Regions from separate parts of the Zea mays genome. Here region 1 is linked to region 2. Evidence: chromatin contacts called from public Hi-C data. All regions are on one chromosome and are shown on one strand. The core of a region is the stretch at or near the end of the contact, and the rest is flanking DNA. Distances in the headings are between cores, read along the strand shown. Region 1 holds the start of LOC732720 (hemoglobin 2). Region 2 holds the start of LOC100383121.

Evidence for each region. A called contact is a pair of places that touch in the nucleus more often than the background predicts.
Region 1: a contact with region 2 is called in a Hi-C map of tassel, with 1.6 times the contacts expected there. The contact joins the promoter of LOC732720 here to the promoter of LOC100383121 in region 2. A contact is called at or near these places in 6 of 25 Hi-C or Micro-C datasets (bundle sheath, ear, leaf and 1 more).

Annotation. Positions count from the first base shown.
Region 1 is chr6:170,636,448-170,640,098 of Zm-B73-REFERENCE-NAM-5.0, forward strand. LOC732720 (hemoglobin 2) reads right to left here and starts at 1,828. Exons shown (of 4, transcript NM_001112349.2): 1 at 1,685-1,828; 2 at 1,453-1,570; 3 at 1,250-1,366; 4 at 636-1,068. The coding sequence starts at 1,779. The coding sequence ends at 823.
Region 2 is chr6:170,417,703-170,421,715 of Zm-B73-REFERENCE-NAM-5.0, forward strand. LOC100383121 reads left to right here and starts at 1,850. Exons shown (of 7, transcript NM_001175787.1): 1 at 1,850-1,999; 2 at 2,102-2,128; 3 at 2,241-2,340; 4 at 3,076-3,222; 5 at 3,305-3,385; 6 at 3,476-3,621. The coding sequence starts at 1,947.

The DNA of each region.
Region 1 (3,651 bases), core at 578-3,077, 220 kb after region 2:
TTTATGGCGGGTGCGTTCCGCCACCCGGCCGGAGAATTCCCTCTCCGACAGTTAGGGTTCGAGATTTCTAGTAGGATTTGTTAGCCAAACCTGCAGGATTAACTCGGGAACCGACTTATAACGGGTCCAGACCTCCCTCCCTTTATATAGACGAAGGGTTACAACCGATTTAAGCCCCTTACAATCGATCCAATTAAAACTATTTATCAATTTTTACCTTATTTGCATCGTTCTTCCAATTTAGGAGTAGAAGTAATCAAGCCTTAGTTTTACATCTAGTTTAGTCTTCACAAAATCTCTCTTCGACTCTACATCGATTAGAGAAGTGTCGGGCGACCTGCTGACCCGGAGCAATATCTTAGAACTCTCTCCCTCGAAGGGATCTCTCTCGAGGGTGAGTTCTAGTGTTCTTCGCGAAAAAGAAGACCCTCGGTTGCGGAAGCGTGCACCGGTGCCCAAGTTGCGGACTATACGACCCTATGTCGCGGAGTGTCCGTGACTCCACAGAGAGCACCGCTAGATAGTTTGTTTCAGTGTTTGGCGCCCAAATCAGCGCCAACACTTATACAACTAGAGATGTCACTGTTTCGGCCTTAAATTCTCACGACGTTCAGTCAAATTTCACTCGCATGACGGGCCTTTTCTGAATATTTTATTCATCATCACAAAAATGATGCGGTCGACAAACAAAAATGCAGCAGCATTAGCGACAGCTCCGTAGTTAGGTATCAGGCCAGCAGCAGTCCAAAAACACCCATTAACGCAGCGGTGCGCGTGCCACGGTCGCTAGCAGAGGAGCGTAGCAGGAGGCTAGGCTAGGAGCTAGGAAGCATCAACAGCCGCGGCGGCGTTCGTCGTCTCCTCCTCGGCGGCGGCGGCGTTCGTCGTCTCCTCCGCGGCGGTGGCGGCGTTCTTCGTCTGCTCCTCGGCGGCGGCGGCGTTCTTCATCTCCTCCTTGATGACGGCGGCCAGCTGGTCGTAGGCCTCCTCCCACGCCGCCTTCATCTCCGGCGTCCACATGTCCGGGACCGCGTCCCTGATGGTGTCCAGCAGCGCCGTCTTGACGACCTGCACGTTTAAAGACGAGCAAGACCGGTGGGTCTCTGTCTGTCAATCGCCACCGCTCACAGCTCACTCACTGCAACCGACGACACTTGCGAGCGCTGGAATATATAATCTGTGCCATCGAGCTTGCACTTGCAGAGGTTCATTGCGCCCCATGGATAGAAACACGTGTTAATGAAGTTACCTCGAAATGCGCGTCGGCGACGCCCGCCCTGGCGTGCGTCGCGCCCAGCCGCTTCAGGGTGGCCTCCCTCACCTTCACGTCGCCGGTGCTCCTCAGCTGCGTCGCCGACTCGCATGCCTGGACGCCAATTAAAGCAAAGCAGCAGGTAGCTAGATGAGGATAGAAACATGCGTACAGTACAGAGATAGATCGAGGTGGCTGACCATAACGAAGACGGTGACGGCGTGGGCCTTGAGCTTGGGGTGTTTCTCCAGCGGCGCGTCGCCGGCGTCGCGCAGGAAGGAGAACATCTGCTTGGCACCCGGCGCGATCTCAAAGATCCTGTTTTTATTTATTTATTTATTTAGCATGGCACGAAAGAAAATGACGGTTCCAGAGTAAACACATGCCATGGAAAACAAATTGCACGCGAATGTACGTAGTGTCATCACACACCTGAGGAAGAACTTAAGAGCAGTCGACTCAGAGTCGCTCTTCATGGCTTTCCATGAACGGAGGACGAGCTCTTCCTGTGCCTCACTGAACCCCATTATTCTTGTCTAGCTACTTCTCAGCGCTTCGGCAGGAGTATGTTTTGTGTGTTCCCCGTGTGATGCTACGCCGGTGCGAGATCTGATCTTCGTTTATATAGGCAACCAGCGTGAGGTGAGGGGAGACCGGGAGAGACTCAAGCTAGGGCTAGCTACAGGAGGCTGTGCTTTGATTTTTCGGAGAGGTGCGTGGCCCTTGAACGTGCGAACGGGGCAGAAGAAACGGGGCAGAAGCATCTTCTGTCCATGACGCTGATTCCCACGAGACCTTTTGTTTTTGAGGGGCGGGGGTATCGTCCCGTCCATGACTCCACGTGCTGGTCACGTCGTGGAAGATTTTAGATCGTTTCCACTACTTTTGGGGTTTTATATAAGGCTATCCACACTCATTCAACTCTAAAAATCCACTCTAAAAAGAATATTTCGTCCTAATCAGCAATATTCTCTACTCTATACAACAATTCCCTGCGCTCATGTTTACTCTACATCTCAACTCTATACCAACTCCCACGTTTTATATTATTTTTCCCACTCTCCTACCCTGCCTACCTACCTCCCCGCTCGGCACTCCGCCTCCCCCGCGGCAGACAGCAGCCGCTCGCCTCCCCTCCACCCGCTCGCTCTTCGTCCTCCGCCTTGCCTCCACCTCCCCAGCCTCCTTCCCTCCGGCCGGCCACCGCGCCTCCTTCCCTCTTCCTCCTCCCCGGCGTCGAGCGGATCCGGGCCGGCGCGCCGCTCTCCTCTCCCACGCCGGCGCGCGCGGATCCGGCGAGGAGGCGTGCGGATCCAGCCCGGCGGCTCGCGAATCCGGCTCGGGCACGCGCGGATCCGGCCAGGCGACTCACGAATCCGGCGAAGCCACGCGGATCCGGCGAGGAGGCGCGTGGATCCGACCCGGCGGCGCGCTGTCATCCTCCACCGATATAAGCCCCTATCTACATCTACTTTCCTTGAGTGAGCATAATATAGATTTTTTGATTCGATTCAAAATTCCAAGATAACTCATTAGAATTATTAATAAGACCGTCCTGATATATTAGGTAGGAATATTTAGATTGCCGATTTTTATGTACTTTATTACTTCTGTTCCAGAGCCTATCCCTATTGTTTATCCTTATGAAATATGATATAAAATTGAAGGTAGAAGAAAGGGATATAATGAAATTCTTGATTTGATTTTCAACCAAACCACGTGGCCGCCTGCTCCTCCGTCCAAGTCCGGCATCGCGCGCGAGGAAGAGGTGGTTGTCCACGTGGAGGAATAGGGTATCCACTGCAAGACGCTATATCTGAGGTTCGAGCTCGCCTTGGGCCCGGTGTAGTTGGTCATACAGTCCACCGCTGCAGGGATATTTTACTGTAAATGGCGATGCATCCAGTTTGCAGTCCGCGAGTGCAGATAGCCTAACACAATAAGGAAATCGTTTCCACTTTCCCTTATCCCTTTTTACTATGAATAGAACATCTAGAGGCGCAGTCTTGACGGAGGTGCTTCCTCTGTCTAAAAAGAAGGAAGATCTTTCTTTGATGGACCACAAACTGGAGAAAGTCTCTCCAGCGAATTTTGTTAACAAAGGGCAGCAAAGTTAGCCACCCGTAAAAAATGTAATACTAGATATGGTTTTAATAAAATTCGATCAAATATGTAGTTAAAGATACTATTGTTTATAATGTCAAATGAGTGTATTTTGCATATTTTTCTCATAATAAATCTAAATATTTTATTTGATACCAAAATACTAATATTTTATATATATTAAATTTAAGATAATTCAACTTATCATTGTGTTAGAATTGTATTCTTTTTTTATAAGTCAATCATGATTCAAGTACCAAGCAACAATACTAAACTGTTCCTCCATGCATCCATCG
Region 2 (4,013 bases), core at 600-3,099:
TAGTCCCTAATTAATTTTGGTGGTTGAATTGGCCAACACAAACAATTGGACTAACTAGTTTGCCCAAGTGTATAGATTATACAGGTGTAAAAGGTTCACACTCAGCCAATAAAAAGGCCAAGTTTTGGATTCAACAAAGGAGCAAAGTGGCAACCGGAGGCCCTCTGGTCTGGGAGCACCGGACTGTCCGGTGTACACCGGACAGTGTCCGGTGCACCACCGGACAGTGTCCGGTGCACCAGAGGACTCCACCCCAAACTCGCCACCTTCGGGAATTTCCAGAGGCACTCGCGCTATAATTCACCGGACTGTCCGGTGTACACCGGACAGTGTCCGGTGCGCCAAGGGAGGTCGGCCTCAGGAACTCGCCAGCTTCGGGAGACTCCAACGGCTAGTCCGCTAAAATTCACCGGACTGTCCGATGTGCACCGGACTGTCCGGTGCGACTCCGGAGCAACGGCTATCTCCGCGCCAACGGATACCTGCTGCGCATTTAATGCGCGCTCTGCGCGCGCAGATGGCAGGCGCGCCCATTCCGGCACACCGGACAAGGAACAATAGCTGTCCGGTGTGCACCGGACACCCAGGCGGGCCCACAAGTCAGAAGCTCCAACGATCAGAATCCAACGGCAGTGATGACGTGGCAGGGGGCACCGGACTGTCCGGTGTACACCGGACTGTCCGGTGTGCCATCGAACAGACAGCCTCCCAACGGCCACATTTGGTGGTTGGGGCTATAAATACCCCAACCACCCCATCATTCATTGCATCCAAGTTTTCCACTTCCCAACTACTACAAGAGCTCTAGCATTCAATTCTAGACACACCAAAGAGATCAAATCCTCTCCAAACTCCACACAACGCCATAGTAATTAGAGAGAGTGATTTGCTTGTGTTCTTTCGAGCTCTTGCGCTTGGATTGCTTTCTTCTTTCTTGATCCTTTCTTTGCAATCAAACTCACTTGTAATTGAGGCAAGAGACACCAAGCTTGTGGTGGTCCTTGCGGGAACTTTGTGTTCCAAGTGATTGAGAAAAGAAAGCTCACTCGATCCGCGGATCGTTTGAGAGAGGGAAGGGTTGAAAGAGATCCGGCCTTTGTGGCCTCCTCAACGGGGAGTAGGTTTGCAAGAACCGAACCTCGGTAAAACAAATCTCCGTGTCTCACTTGCTTATTTGCTTGGGATTTGTTTTGAGCCCTCTCTTGCGGACTCGTTTCTTTAATACTAACGCTAACCCGGCTTGTAGTTGTGTTTATATTTGTAAATTTCAGTTTCGCCCTATTCACCCCCCCTCTAGGCGACTTTCACATAATGTTTTTTCTATTGTGGCTCGTGAGCTAAACCAGTTAGCTCGAGCTCGTAAACATGCCGAACTAGGCTGACTCTATAATTCGTTAGCTTAACGAGCTAAACTGACTCTATGACTCGTTAGATTAACGAGCCGAATCGAACCGAGCCAACTCTTTAGTTTAAGGCCCTGTTTGGCATAGCTTATTTTCAGCTTCTTCACAAATTTAAGCAGAAGTTCTGACAAACAGACAGCTTTTGCAGCAGCTTATTAATTCAGCTGCTTTTTAAAATAAACTAAAAACAGACAACAAGCAGAAGCTGTTTTTTACTAGCTTATCAGATAAGTTGTTTCTTTAATAAGCAGCAGCTGTGTCAAACAGCTCTGGGAAACCAGCTCGAATTCTGCCGATCCGAGCCTGTCTCGATATGCAGCCCTTACCTACAACGGATGCGAGTTGCTCATCTGTGGGCCGCGGTGTGGCCGCCACCTCATCACAGGCGCCCACCACTACCAGGCCACCCCAAAACGCAACGCATCGCGACGGCTCCCCAACCCCAACAAGTCTCTTGGCCAGGTCTCCCTCTCCCCGGCTCTCCGCCTTCCTCTTCCAGTCCCCGCGCGCGAGATCGCCGCCCCGTGTGGGCCCTAGATCCCGATGGCCTCGCGCCGCCGCACCCTGCTCAAGGTCATCATCCTCGGCGATAGTGGGTGCGCGCTTCAGATCCCCTCCTCCCTGGCCCCACTCCCGCTCCCCCCTTGCGAACGCTTTGCCTTTTTGTCTCTCGCTGATCTCTGTTTCCTGTGATCTAGGGTTGGGAAGACTTCCTTGATGAACCAGTATCCTGCGATTCGGATCGATTCTTGACAAGCTGACTTGATTTCGTTTCGTCGATTTTTTTATTTCTTCTGGTTGGTTGGCTTGTTTTCTTTGAGCTGTGATGTAATTCAGATATGTGAACAAGAAGTTCAGCAATCAGTACAAGGCTACGATCGGCGCGGATTTCCTCACCAAGGAGGTGCAGTTCGAGGACAGGCTCTTCACTCTGCAAGTAAGATTGGTTCCCCTATCCATATGCTGTGCCGTGCTCCGCGAGTAGTTCGGTTTCTTTACGTCAACTTAGTACTTTATTAATTAGTTTGCGAATTTATCAGCCATGATGCTTAAAAAGTATAAGAGAGGATGTTTGCCGTTAAACACTCGAATGCTTGCTTGTTAGGCCATAGCATCATGTTTGTTGCGGCCGACACAGTCTACCCAATATGCTGTTTTATTTAGGCAGTTCGCTTGCACTTGAAATATCGAGCTCCGGCACTAGCTCTTGTTGACAAAATGTCAGTTCATCAATTTTATTGCTTCATTAATTTACTGCATTAGCAAAACAATGCAGCGAAGTATTTCTGCTATAAAACGCTCCTCCTAAATTGTAAAAAGTGTACTCTTCACAACTTGTGGGCATGTACATTATTTTCATTAATAGTGAATCAGATGTTGGCATCGCGCTGCTGATTGTCATGATGTTGTTTAGATTAGCATAGGGCATTTGGGACAAGTGTGTCATTAACCCTTTTTTGTACTTGACCGAAATCTTGATCTTTGCTTAATTAACAGATGACTGTTCAGATAATTTCAAACCTTCTAGATATCTGTTATTTTTTTATGCTTCTTCATCTTGGTCGTCTCTATTGCGTACATAATAAATGTAGATTCAGAATAATATGATGTGAAGAGAAATGTCAAAGGTATTGTCCGCTGGTTTAGGGTATTTAACAACATATCTTTGTAGATATGGGACACTGCTGGCCAGGAAAGGTTTCAGAGTCTCGGCGTTGCATTCTACCGGGGAGCAGATTGTTGTGTCCTAGTCTATGATGTTAATTCTATGAAATCATTTGACAACCTGAATAACTGGCGAGAAGAGTTTCTAATTCAGGTGAAATATCTCCAATGGTTTATTAGTTCAGTCTCACAGCAATCCTGTCTTTTTATCTAACTTTGGATGTTTCCCTCTGCAGGCTAGCCCATCAGATCCTGATAATTTCCCTTTTGTTCTGTTGGGTAACAAAGTTGATGTAGATGGTGGCAACAGCCGCGTGGTAAACACCACTGCACGATTTGCTCTCAGAATAAATTCTCCGCTTGAACTAGATTGTGCTGGTTAGAAATGTGAACCACTTTCATTTTAGGTATCTGAGAAAAAGGCAAAGGCATGGTGTGCTTCCAAAGGGAACATCCCGTACTTTGAGACGTCTGCTAAGGACGGAACGAACGTGGAAGACGCCTTCCAGTGTATCGTGAAGAATGCTCTGAAGAATGAGCCAGAGGAAGAACTGTAAGCACACTGATTCTCCTTCCTCTTCATTTTTGATTGACACTTGACAGTACTGGTTTTATGCGACATTAATCATCGCAAGTACTAGAAAATGGAGAACCGCAGCAAGACTAATTACGTTCGAAACATCAAGTGATGCTCATGTTGGGTCTTTTGCTCCAGTTGTTAGTCATCAACAAAACTAGACACCTTTTGCTGGTCCTCTTTTTGGGGGTGTAATTGGATCGTGTACCAGGACTAGCATCATTTGCAGCAATAATACTAGAGTAGTAAGATTTTGAATTTAAATAACTTATGTCGGTCCCTTCTTTCAGTATTATCTATGTCAAATCATCGTTCAGGTCTCTTTTCCTGAGGACCAGACCTGTTTTTTGTTTCCATGCGTTGGTTCT